2 separate regions of the Mus musculus genome follow, and region 1 is linked to region 2. Evidence: chromatin contacts called from public promoter capture Hi-C data. All regions are on one chromosome and are shown on one strand. Each heading gives the region's core, a stretch centred on a gene start, on an enhancer-like site or on the middle of the called end of the contact. The rest is flanking DNA. Distances are from core to core; before and after follow the strand shown.

The links. Promoter capture Hi-C pulls out the DNA fragments that hold promoters and counts their contacts.
Region 1: a contact with region 2 is called in a promoter capture Hi-C map of the HPC-7 cell line. The contact joins the promoter of Mrgprg here to the enhancer-like site in region 2. A contact is called at or near these places in 24 of 39 promoter capture datasets (the 3T3-L1 cell line, 3T3-L1-derived adipocytes, the C10 cell line and 15 more), 1 of 15 datasets of contacts at CTCF or cohesin (large pre-B cells), 11 of 484 Hi-C or Micro-C datasets (CD8 T cells, bone marrow-derived macrophages, embryonic fibroblasts and 6 more), 9 of 115 datasets of contacts at active chromatin or transcription factors (the 230-238 cell line, the SCID.adh cell line, bone marrow-derived macrophages and 6 more) and 5 of 9 other capture datasets (adipose tissue, embryonic stem cells, liver and 2 more).

What each region holds. Positions count from the first base shown.
Region 1 is chr7:143,763,065-143,769,402 of GRCm38.p6, reverse strand. It overlaps Mrgprg (MAS-related GPR, member G), which reads left to right and starts at 2,410. Exons shown (of 2, transcript NM_203492.2): 1 at 2,410-2,532; 2 at 3,996-5,693. The coding sequence starts at 4,030. The coding sequence ends at 4,899.
Region 2 is chr7:143,561,658-143,567,774 of GRCm38.p6, reverse strand. Cars (cysteinyl-tRNA synthetase) reads left to right here. Exons shown (of 23, transcript NM_013742.5): 18 at 2,710-2,791; 19 at 4,734-4,814; 20 at 5,849-5,916. Among named protein-coding and RNA genes, the nearest start is that of Mir7064, 6.0 kb to the left of the region's middle. Within about 2 kb of position 2,009, at least 32 of the 459 cell types and tissues checked have an H3K27ac peak or open chromatin away from gene starts, as enhancers often do. A contact at or near this core is called in the HPC-7 cell line, embryonic fibroblasts, hematopoietic stem and progenitor cells and 1 more, where this site is marked.

The DNA.
Region 1 (6,338 bases), core at 1,161-3,660, 200 kb before region 2:
CCCCACAGCTTGTACTCTGCGCAGAAATGTATACAAATTGCTGAGGGTGAGGTGGCCGTATACATAGGTAAGGTTCCCATGACCCTCCCCCGTTTTTCTTTCTATGAGGGAACTTCTAAATTAACAAGTCCATCTGGAGTGATCTTCTTCAAACAGATACAGCTGCACTCATAAAGATGGCAGCGGTTTGGCTCAAAGGACGGGAAGGTAGTGCTGTTCAACAGGAGTCGGCAACGCGGTTCAGTGGGTATTGCCACCAAGGCTGACAACCTGAGTCCAATTTCTAGAACCAATATGGTGGAAGGAGAGAACTGACTCCCACAAGTGAGCTTCTGACCTCAGTGCACACACACACACACACACACACACACACACACACACACAACTGTAATTTAAAATTGGGGAGGGGGAGAAATTGAGACATTTGGGCCACATGACTCAGGGATGATTCCAGGTATAAGGTCCCAGTCAACAGGCAGCACTGTGATGGGGTCAGAGGGGGGAGGGGTCCAGGCTTAATCACACGAGGACACTGACCTTAGCTTCTCTGGGGACCTCCTGGGTGGTCTCAGAGGCTTAGCAGTTTGCCACTTACACCAAACAGGAACTAATGGTCTCACAGAACAAACAGGTAGCCTGGTGACCTCAGCACACTAGGGATAGGACACACTGGGGTTTACATGGGGACAGGGGAAGGTTGTCCCCATTCTGACACCCAGGACGAGTCTGTTCTCCCTTTAGTTGGTTCAATCACGAAACCTCAGTGCTAGGAGCTAAACTCAGGTCTTCCAGAAGAGCAGGGAGACCTTCGGCTCCTGAGCCATCTGTCTAGCCCAGGGCTTGAGGTGTTAAATCACACATGTACTTTTGGTCATATTCACACAGCAGCTGTTAGAGACAGACCACAGGCCATATCTTATCAGATCAGAACGTCAATTCTGTGTCACATTCGAAAACCAATATCAAAGTCCTGTCCAATCCTACACTGTCACAGGAGAGGTGCCAAGTGCTTGGTTGTCTCCCTGCTGCCTGCTTCGGTGGTGCACAGACTCTCCAGCTGCTGTGGACTCCTCTAGATCACCTCACAGTACCGGCACACTATGACAATTATATTAATCCTTGAGGGCAAAGCCCTGAAGAAGAACAACAACAAAGGCCTACCAGAACAATGAAAAGTTGGGGAGATTTGGGGCTGCACAGTGCTTGTGTGTGTTGTAAGGGTGCATCCCACAGAGGACAGAGTATGGATCTGGCTTGACATGATGGCAGCCATCTTGAGCCACAGCTGTCTGAGTCACCATAAGATGGGTTTTCCTGCATATTTACTTAGCTAACCATAACACAGAGCCTTGAAAGCACATGCGTACTGGATGACTTGGAGGGTGCGCCTGGCTTTTGATGGAATCTGAAGATAAACCAGAGACCTTCAGGCATGAGAGCATGCTTTGGTCTTTATCCACCCAACGTCTGGGTGCCCAGCTCCCCAGGACCTTCCTCTGCCAGTGAGTCTCCAGAATATCTCACTGTGCAGTCCTAGCTCTATTGGACTCTCCCTATTCCCTTCCAACTGCTGTGTGAGTTTATGTGCACATGTGTGTAGGTGCATGCACATCTGTGCAGGTGTATGTGCTGCCTAAAGATCAGCACTGAGTGTGTGTCTTCTTAATTACCCTACACATTAAAAAACATTTTAAAGTCCATGCTGTTGTTGTTTTGAGACAACATCTCACAATACCATCCTGGTTGACCTGGAAACTCTGTGCAGACTTGCAGAAATCTGTCTGCCTCTGCCTCCCAAGTGCTGGGATTAAAGGTGTGGGCCACAACCTCTGGCTTAAATATGTTTTTAAGTTTATCTGTGTGTGTGCACAAATGTGCCACCACATGTGTCCAGATCAGAGGGAAACTTTTAGGAATCAATTTTCTTCTTTTATGGGGATCCCTGGAATTGAACTTAGGTTGTCAGGCTTGGGTGTGGCAAGAACCTTTACCCACTGAGCCCTCTCACTGGCCCAATACCTTATTTTTTAAAGATAAGACTTTGCAGCAAATGTAGTGATTGGCATAGCCAGCTGAATATCAAGTCCCATGAGTCCTCTGGTCTCCATCTCTCAGTACTGGGGTCACAAGCATGCACCATGATGCCCAACTTTTATTAAAGGTGCAGGGGATCCAAACTCAAATTCTCATACCTGCATAGCGAGAACTTTACTGACTGATCCATCTTTACAGATGTCATCTCTTCCTTTGGTCCCGAGCACCTAAGGCCAGGGACCATTCCAGAATGGGCGGCGTGCAAGGCTCTCTGTTTTCATCTCCCAGATGAAAAGGAGGAGCCTCCCACACTGACAGCTCTGTTTGAGCTCATTCCTTTGATTTCCGTGAAAAGGTGACACACCCACCCCACTTCTAGGGAACTGGCAGGAGCCAGCCTCAGAGGACAGAAGGGGATTTAGGGGCCAGGAGGAGATCAAGACAACAAGTGTGGGCTGAGCGAGCTGGAGACAGCCACTGTCAGCAGGCGGTCATCAGGTGAGAAGGTTAATATGCCCCTCTACCTGCTTCCCTAAGCAAGAAGCACCCCTTCTCTTACCCTCTACATCACTTGCCTGCCTGGCTCTCAGGGGGGTGCTGGTGGCTCTGAGGATGTCCTCTAAAAGGGACCTTATGGGGAAGGCAGTTAAGGGAGCCTTGGAAGCTGAGGCTCAGGCTTGAAACTCATTGCTCCAGGTCCATTGGAGAACAAGGATGAGGAAGATGCCCCACCCCACCTACCGCATCCCCTTTCAGATCTAGCCTTGGCTCCACCAGCCAGAATCCACACAGGAGTAGATGTCTGGATTTACACCCTTGGGGGCTCACAGAGGGGAAGAGTCTTGCCTCTGTCACCACTCTGATGCGTGAAGGTTCAGTCCTTAATTTCAAGGTCCTGAGGACCTGTACTCTGACCTTGACAGCTGAACTGGTAGGTTGAATCACCATCTCCCACAGGTGCTAGGAAGGATGCTTGGTGATGAGATGGTGGGTGATACTCATCAGGACACTGCAGAAGGTTTGGCCCTGTGAGAGGAAGCAGGGTCTGATGGAGGCTGGGTCTCAGTGAGTACAGAGATAGCTAGGGTTCTGGGTAGGGGACACAGCCCAGACCAGGAATGAGGGTCATACGTAAAGTACACAATATACATCTCTTTCCATCTTTGACTATGTTTTCCCATGTCTGTCCCTTCCTCTTTATCTCTACCTCTATTCTCTATTTCTCTCTGTGTCTGTCTGTCCATCTCTCTTCTCCACTCCATTACCCCCCAGCCCTGGTCTATCTTTTCCTATTGCTGTTCCTCCCTGGCAGTCCCTGTCCCCAGAGCCTGGGTCCTCATACCCTGGATCTTGGACAAGGTCCATCATGGGCTCTGTGGAAAAAGGTACTGCTCTGAAACACTCGCCTCCATGAGGGTACCAGAAACTCTCCTGCTTGCTCCCTAAGAAGATTTGGGGCCCTGAGACCCATCATCAAAGTCCCAGACTCTGACATGAAGCTTCAGAGTTAGCCACAGTTCCTCAGGACCCTGGGCTTTAATGTCGCGCTCTAAAAGGACAGTGTGGGGAAAGTCCCCTGAAGCCTCACCTAGCACAGAATGGAGTGTCCTGGGTCAGAGCAGGCACTATCAGAGACCCTGGGGTGGGTGTGATCAGAGCCTTAGAGAAAGCATTCTCACATTGGTACTACAGTTAAAAAGAAAGGGGAGTCTCTCCACCTGTGGCCCCTTTGTCTGAATGTGGTGGGCCTCTGCATGGGGACACCTCATTCAGGATGGGTTGTCTAACCAGGATGAGGGCAGAGAGAGCTGCTTCCAAGCAAAGCAGCTGTGAGGGGGTAACCTGGTATCACATGCAGCCAGGAAGGGGCTTGAGACAACTCGGACTCTGGAAGCTGCAGGCTCTTGCTTTCCACACTCGGGGCACAGCAGCTTCGTAGTGAACACTGTCACCCTTTGCAGGGGCCTCCCAGAGCACCCACGGAAGCCAGCCAGGATGTTCTCCATATTCAACATCTGGGGCACATTCAACAAAGTGCTCTTCTTCCTCAGCCTCACTGTCAGCCTTGCAGGGCTGGTGGGCAACGCTCTGCTGCTCTGGCACCTCGGTCTGCACATTAAGAAGGGACCCTTCAACACCTACCTGCTGCACCTGGCTGCTGCCGATTTCCTCTTCCTCTCATGCCAAGTTGGCTTCTCTATTGCTACGATCGTGTCGGGCCATGAGGACACACTCTACTTCCCAGTCACCTTCCTGTGGTTTGCCGTGGGGCTCTGGCTGCTGGCTGCCTTCAGTGTGGACTGTTGCCTCGCCTACATGTTCCCCTCCTTTTGCAGCCCCAACCGCCGTCCCAGGTTCACTTCAGTTGTCCTCTGCCTCGTGATCTGGGCCCTGACCATGCCGGCCGTGCTGTTGCCAGCCAACGCCTGTGGGCTGCTAAAAAACGGAATGAGTCTGCTGGTCTGCCTCAAGTACCATTGGACCAGTGTCACCTGGCTAGCGGTACTGTCTGGCATGGCATGTGGGGCAAGCAAGTTTCTCTTAATCTTTGGGAACTGCTGCTCTTCACAGCCACCCCCCAAGTTCTGCAAGTTGGCCCAGTGCTCTGGGATCCTTCTGTTCTTCTGTCGCCTACCCCTGGTTGTCTACTGGTGCCTGCGGCCAGTCTTAAAATTCCTGCTCCCCTTCTTCTTTCCACTGGCCACCCTCCTGGCCTGCATTGACAGCAGTGCAAAGCCCCTCTTGTACTACATGAAGGGCAGGCAGCTCAGGAAGGACCCACTGCAGGTAGCCCTAAACAGGGCTCTAGGGGAAGAGTCCCAGTCAGGTCTTGGGGGGCTATCCTTGCCCATGCACCAAGTGTAGAGAGTGGCCATTATACGCCCACCTACCCTGCCCTCAGAGCTGCCAGGGGGTCCCAGTCTTGCTCAAACCTTTGCGACGGCCAAGCTCTGATCCTGGGAATTTTATGGCTTCCTCTTGTATGCAGGAGAGAAGGGATGGGGGCCAGATTGCATATTGAACACGCACAGGAGACGGCAAGGAGGGCAGGAACAGACAGAGAAGCAGGTGCGTGAAGGAGGATCCCAGAACTATAATGAGGACATGGATCCTACCTCCTTCTGCCCCTACAGCATCCTACCTGAGGAAGCTGCCCCTCAACCCCAGTACACCAGGAGCTTCCTCCTGCCGTAGATGAGTCAGAAGACTAGAACTACAGCATCAGCTCCTGGGGAGCATTCTCTGCTTTTGGAGAAACTGAGGCTGACCGCCTCCCCAATTCTCCAGCCTGGTGTTACTACTCATAGCAGCCACAAGGTGGAGCTGTTTCATCACTAAATAAACCTAGTCTGTCCTGTGCCCAAGTCTTCCTCAAGTTCTTGCTTCCTGGGCACTTCTGCTTCTCAGGTGTCCCCAAGGGCCGACACAGTGCAAGCAGGGGGCCCTGGATCCTACCCAGATCCCATCCCATCCCCAGCTCTGGGCTCCTCTAGGACTGTGCTCACTCAAGCTTTTTCTGTAGACCCCCACCTTGACCTGTCAGCCAGCTTAACCTACAGTTTGAGAGAAGAGAGAGCTAAGCTTCCAAAGTACACATTATTTTGTACATGTTATGATGTTTCTTTAATAATTAAAATAAAAAAGCAGAAAGCAACCTATCTGCATTGTTGTTCTTAAATCAGTCAAGCCCTGGCCCTGGAGAGACAGCTCAGCAGTTAAGAGCATGGGATGTACCTCCAGAGTATTTGGGTTCAGTTCCCAAGATCCACTTGGTGGCTCATAACCATCTGTTCCAGGGGATCTGGCATCCTCTATGGTCTCTATAGGCACTTCATGCACACAGTGCAGAGCCATAACACCCAGACATATAACATTAAAATGTAAAGAACATTCAAACCTTACCAAAAACACCAGGAAAATAAGCCAGCAACAAGCTGCCCAGCCGCATGGAAACTTCTGGCATGAAAAATATTCCAGTCATGTACCTTTCTAACAGAGACCCTCAAAAAATTCCTCTACATATGTGTCTAGGTGCCCATGTGGATCTGCATGTAAGTGCACACACATGTGCATGGAGGCCAGGGGCCAACTTTAAATTGTTGTCCCTCATGGGTCATTCACATTTGGGGCGGGGGCAGAGTCTCTCACTAGGCCCTGTAGCTTGCTGATAAAACTTGAGATGGAGCTCTCTGGACTGGAGTGGCTCTAAAAGGAAATATGGGAGACATGAGACCCTTAGACTAAAGTCCAGCATAGGTTCAGGAGGGGTAGGTGGAGGACCCAGTGGAGGAGGCTGCTCTGGG
Region 2 (6,117 bases), core at 760-3,259:
CTCCTCAGTCCCCCTCTATAAGTTTTAAGTCACCTCTAGGTTGTATATAACCCCCCCATGTTATAACTGTTGTGCAGATGGTTACATTGTGGGGTTTAGGGAATGACAGTACATGTTCAGTGCAAACACACAATTTCTTTTTCCTCGAAATACTTCAACCTGAGTGTCTTAGTTAGGGTTTCTATTTCTGTAAAGAGACAACATATAAAGGAAAATATTTAATTTGAGGCTGGCTTACAGTTTCAAAGGTTTGTCCATTATGGTCATCTCAGGAAAGCATGGCTGTGTGCAGGCAGAGAAGGGGCTGAAGCTCTACATCTTGATCCACAGACAGCAGAAGGGACTGTGAGCCACACTGGGCATAGGTTAAGCATAGGAGATTTCAAAACCTTCCCCCACAGTGACACACATCCTCCAAAGGTCACATCTCCTAATAGTGCCACTCCCTATGGGTAAGCATTCAAACACATGAATGAAGCCATGTTAGTGATTCCTATTCAAACCACCTCACTGAGAATTTGGAGTGTGGGCACCCTAATCAGTGGACTTTTTTCCCTAAAGGTCATGTGTTCACATACCACAATGCTATCCTAGGGGAACTCCCACTATTTGTCTTTTCCCCACAGAGCTGGGCAGAACCTCATGTCAGGCCAGGTTCAGCCCCTGTTCTAGCAGCCAGTGCCAAGAAAATGGAAAGTGGTGGTCTCATAGAGCATCTGTGTACCAGTCTAAGCATGCAAAGAAGCCCAGTTAGAACAGACCCACGGTCCGCAGCTGACTTCAGTACTTGTAGGTCTAGTGGGCTGATGGACACATATGACAGTTATGTTCCTGTGCTACATAAGGAAAGCTTGTTTAAGATTCCCGCCCCCTTCTTCTGCAGAGAGCACTCTTTAATTAAGAAACTAAGAAAGTGTATATAAATATTTAGATGGAGCGTCTGCTGTGCTAATGCAAACAGTAGCTCAGTACAAATGGAAAGACAAAGCTGTCTCAGAGCTGCTTCCTACTGATGAGCAACCCCAGAGGCCCCCTCCTCCACACTGGGCTGTCAAGTCTAAGCCAGCTCAGCGCAGTGAAGGAAGAAACTGTCAGTGAGAACTGTTGGTGTGGTGGCTTCTAGACTTTGCCAGATAGGAATCACTGCTGGGGCTTTTTAAAAATCCACACAAGGTTCCTCTGTCCTCCTAACAAAAACTCTGCCAGCTTTCTTTTTTTCTTTCTTTTTAAACATTTTATTTTTAATTGTGTGTATCTGGGGGGAGGGGTATTTGCAGTGAATGCAGGTGACCTCAGAAGAAGGTATCAGATTCCCTGGAGCTGGAGTTACAGGTGATTGTGAGTCACCTGATATAGATGCTAGGAACTGAATTTGGATCCTCTACAAAGCCACCAAGTGTTGAGCCATCTCTCCAGCACTCCCTCTTTTTTTTGAAAACACACACACACACACAAAAACAAGACAGAACTCATAGGTGAAAGTTGTTTTGCCTTTGAACTTAAAGGTAGCTTTTAGTCTTCAGCAATGCTGATCTTGGGGAGGCATCTTAAGATATATCATATCCTGCATCCCCAGATGGGTTCATTAACCCCTTAAAGTTGGCTTGTAGGAAGAAGCAGCCACAAATGAACATGGTAAGCCTGTGAGGCCAAGTATCCTCTATCCCACGACTCCCATACTTTGAAGTTAAAAGGTTCTGTGGGAACCAGAGAGGCAGACCTGAGCCTGAACCTCTTGTGCCCAGGTAGAAGCTGGGCAGCAGGATTTCAGCCCCAGGACTCTTGGAGATAGACTCTGCCCTCTACCAGGGAGCCTCCTTGAGTACTGGAAGCCAAGGTTGGCTGTATGGTGACTAGCCTATTTAAGCTGTCCATAAGGGTTGGAGATAAGATCTAGTTCACTCTGGAAGTCCAGAGCCTCTGCTGCTTTGAGACAGTTTCCCTTCAGTTTGTCTGGAGGAGGGCCAGGCCTAGTTAGCTCAGACTTCATCGGTCTCTTATCTTCTAGCCAATGCTTCTCCCACTTCCTTATCTTGGCTCTCCAGCTACTGTGTAACTGAGACATAGGAAGACCCTATTCAGAAGTCCCAGACATTTTCGGTCCGGGAGATAGAGAAATACACTGTAAGATAGTTCTAGATTCAGACTCCTGTTTGGGTCTTGCCCAGTGTGGTTTTGGGTTCCCTGGCTTTATTCTTAGTGTCATTGTAGGTGGTGACCCTTTGTTCAGCTATTCATGTGCATGTAAGTTATAAGATGACTTAGCAGGCCCACATGTGACCACAAGCAGTCAGTGCATCCTGACAGCCCATTGAAAATGGTGGTATGGACAAGTTTCTGACAACTGTGTCTGTTCTGAGGAAAACACATCGTGTCAGCAACGGACAGAATAGTGTCTGCCGAAGTGTATCCTATTGGAAGCCCAAATGTACCTTTTGCTCCCTGACCCACATCACCTATATTAGGTACTTGGAGCTAAGGTTGACGGTGTGATGGCTAGCTTCTTCAGGCTGTCCAAGAAGGGTGGAGATAGGGCCTGGCTGCACTCCAGCACATGCTGCTCCCATACCACTTGGCATGAAGAGGACCTGTTGGCTTCAGGACATGGGGTCCAGCAGCATGTATCCTGTGGCATATCCACTGAACTGTTGGGTATTCAGTTATAAAACAGCAATGGCTCTTGTGACTCAAATCCGTTCTTTCCAACAGCTCGAGTCAACAGTCATGCCCTACCTTCAGGTGTTATCAGAATTCAGAGAGGGAGTACGAAAGATTGCCCGAGAGAAAAAAGGTAAGGCCCCATGCTGTGCGCCCCACCTTCTGCTGGGTTACCTGTGGTGGCTGTCAGTGGTGTGTAGGCGTATAAACCCCATGCCAAACTGGACCTCCCCTATTCCTCAGGACTTTCAGGGCAGCATTGTATTGGGTCAGAGTTACTTTTGACACATCTCAGGCAGAACTTTTCCTTGGGCCGAGGGCCAGGTGTCTGCGCAGCTCTTGTTCTGATAGAGGCCAGAGAGAGGGCCCTATGCACAGCCAGCATGCCCTTTGGTTTGCACTGTATCTCCTTTCTGTTCCTGGTCACCTAGGCTTGAGACACTGGAGAGTGGCTTGTCCTGCTGAAGTCTGAGGGTGCTTGGAGAAGCTCCTTCTGGGGCCAGAGCTAGAGTCATGCTCTACTTTGTGCATGGTGGTGCCAGGTTGCCTGTGCACACCAGTTCTTCATCCTCCAAAGTTAGGAGGTGTATGATTTGAGAGAGAGAGGATTACTCAGGGTGTGGAGAAAGACACCATGATTTGTGCCAGGTGGTTCTGGGGAATCAGCTGCTGCTATCACAGGTATCCTCAGGAGGCACTCTGTCTTGGAGGGGAGCCCACAGACTGCAGATGTCCATATTTCTAAGCAGAGTTTGCTTCTTAAGGAGATCCTGCGAACACCTGCAGTGCTGTGAGGTTGTGGCTATGGAGGAGCTAGCCTGATGCCCTTGGGTATGTTTCCTTCAGGGAAAGCAGAGCTTTTATGTCCAGAAAAAAAAAATCTGGGGTAAAACAAAACCAAAAACTATCAATGATCAAAACCTTTAGGACTCTTAGTTCCTAAATGCAAGGGGAATTGGAGTCTCAGTCTGAGCAGTTGAGAATCTGTGTTGTATCTGCTGTGGACCATGGTGCTGGCGTAGCTTTCCAGAATCTATCCCTTTACCCTCCACAGAGAAGGGTAACACAGCTGGTCATAATAAGTACTAGCACCAACAGAGAAACCGACTCAGAGGTTAGGAATGTGCTAGCTTTCAGAGACTGGTCACACCCGCAGTCCTCTGATTCCTACCTGCTCTGTTGGCTCGGTTCAGCATCCCTGTCTCCTGCTCTCCTGTGTGCTCTCGCTCAGCCTTGGGGCAGCCACTTCTTGTGGTGACAAGGCCAGGTCTGACCAAGCTAACCAAGCTCCCTGCCAAGTGACCCTTCCATATCCACACCTGTGGTCAGACCAGACTGACATCTCCAAGTGAGATAGGCAGCAACTGGGGGACCACTCAAGCCACCAGACCCAGTCTGAACCCCAGAGACCCTCCAGTCCGACTATATTCTGATTTAGCGGGGCATTCAGAGCTGATTGGGGGCAAGGTGGGCATCTTGCTGAGCAACCAAGGAGTTCTTAGCCCTCAGACATATGAACAAGACTGCTGAGGTGGGCCTGTGGCAAGTGTGTGAGGTGACAATGTTAGGAAAGGGATAACCTCTTCAGGACATCAATATGACTCAGGCAGAGTCACTGAATAAGTATATCATTGGTCTGGGGACATGCTTAAAGGGACATGGCCTCCGTGCTGAGCCAGGTTGGCAATGACCATAGCTTTGGGTATTATGGAGCCTTGTCATTATGGTACAAAGTTTGTCTGTACCAGGCTCTGGACAGCTGACTTCTCCCTGCTCAGCATCTCTAGGGGCAGTCCACAGAATGTTATCAGACAGGTCCTGGCTCCCAACCACTAGTCTGCAGTGCTAGAACAGCCAATTGTCCTTCTTGGACCCTAGGTGCTTGCCACGAGGGTGGCTGTGAGCCTGTGCTCTGCCTTGGACTTGTGTGGCAGTGGTGGCATGGGTAGCTTCCTGGCTTCCCTGGCTTCTCTCCATATCCAGCAGCCAGCACCCACTCAGCAGCCCTGTAGGAAGCACAGGTTTGGGACCTAGGCCTTCTGCAGTCTAAAGGAGCTGCTTTCTCTTGCCCACAGTTCTTGAGGTTCTACAGCTCAGTGATGCCCTCCGGGATGACATCCTGCCTGAGCTTGGGGTCCGGTTTGAAGACCATGAAGGTAGGTGATTTCCTTACACTCTTGGGGAGATAAACTGCATGTACCCTGGTCTCACTGCAAGCTTTCTGACTTCCTGGAGCCTTTTGCTACACAGGACAAAAAAATTCCAAGTCTTTAATATTCAGAATTTCATGGGGTAGGAACAAAAAGCTTGTCCAAGACCACCTGTGCCTGTCTGAAGGTGACTGACAGCAGTGGCTGACTTGAGCAAGCTACTCATTTCCTTCCCACTGGGGTTAGGAGCCCTGTCTGCTCTTCTGAACGTCCTGAGTTCAAATCCCAACAACCACATGGTGGCTCACAACCACCCGTAATGAGATCTGACGCCCTCTTCTGATGCATCTGAAGACAGCTACAGTGTACTTATGTATAATACTAAACAAATCTTTGGGCCAGTGCAAGCAGGGACTGAGTGAGTGGGGTTGACTGGAGTAAGCAGCGGTCCTAAAAAAGTTCAATTCCCAACAACCACATGAAGGCTCACAACCATCTATACCGCTACATTGTACTCACATACATAAAATAAATAAATAAATCTTCCAAAAAAGGAAGGAAAAAGACAATGGACATTGGACAGTGCGCTGTTTTTAATCTTGACTTTTGAGACAGCATTTTACTAGGTAGCTCAGGCTAGGCTTGAACACATGGCAGTTCTCCTGCCTAGCCTCCCAAGTACTGGGATTTGCAGGTGTGAGCCACCACACCTGCTAAAATGATTCCAGATAGTCAAGGCCTTCCTATTTTACCATGGTTTTGTGTTTTTGTAGTGCTGGGATGGAATCTCAGGGCCTCAAGCAGTGCTACACAAGCAAGCATTCTACCCCTGATCTGCAGCCCGGCCCTGTTTTATAATCTTTTTACCAGTTTTCTTTTCCTGGTGCTGGTTTTTGTCTGTGTGAGCCAGAAGGCAATGTCCTGGATCCCCGTGCGGGAGTGCTGTTGGGGCCTCAGCTAACACCTCAGGGTTACAGCCTGGCAGCCTGGCAGGCAGGCTAGTCCATAGTCCCTGGGTCTCACCAACTGTCTGCTTTCAGGGCTGCCAACAGTGGTGAAGTTGGTGGACAGAGACACCTTACTGAAAGAGAAGGAAGGAAAGAAAAGGGTTAGTAAGTCAACGCGATGGACCTTGATTTTGCTGAATACGAAAACACTGTTGGATTTTTATGTTGTTTTAAGAATGGATGTTTGGGCTGGAGAGTTGTGGCACATGCCTTTCATACCAGCACTTGGGAGGCAGAGACAGGTGGATCTCTACGAGTTTGAAGCCAGTCTGGTCTACAGAACGAGTTCCTGGTCAGCCAGG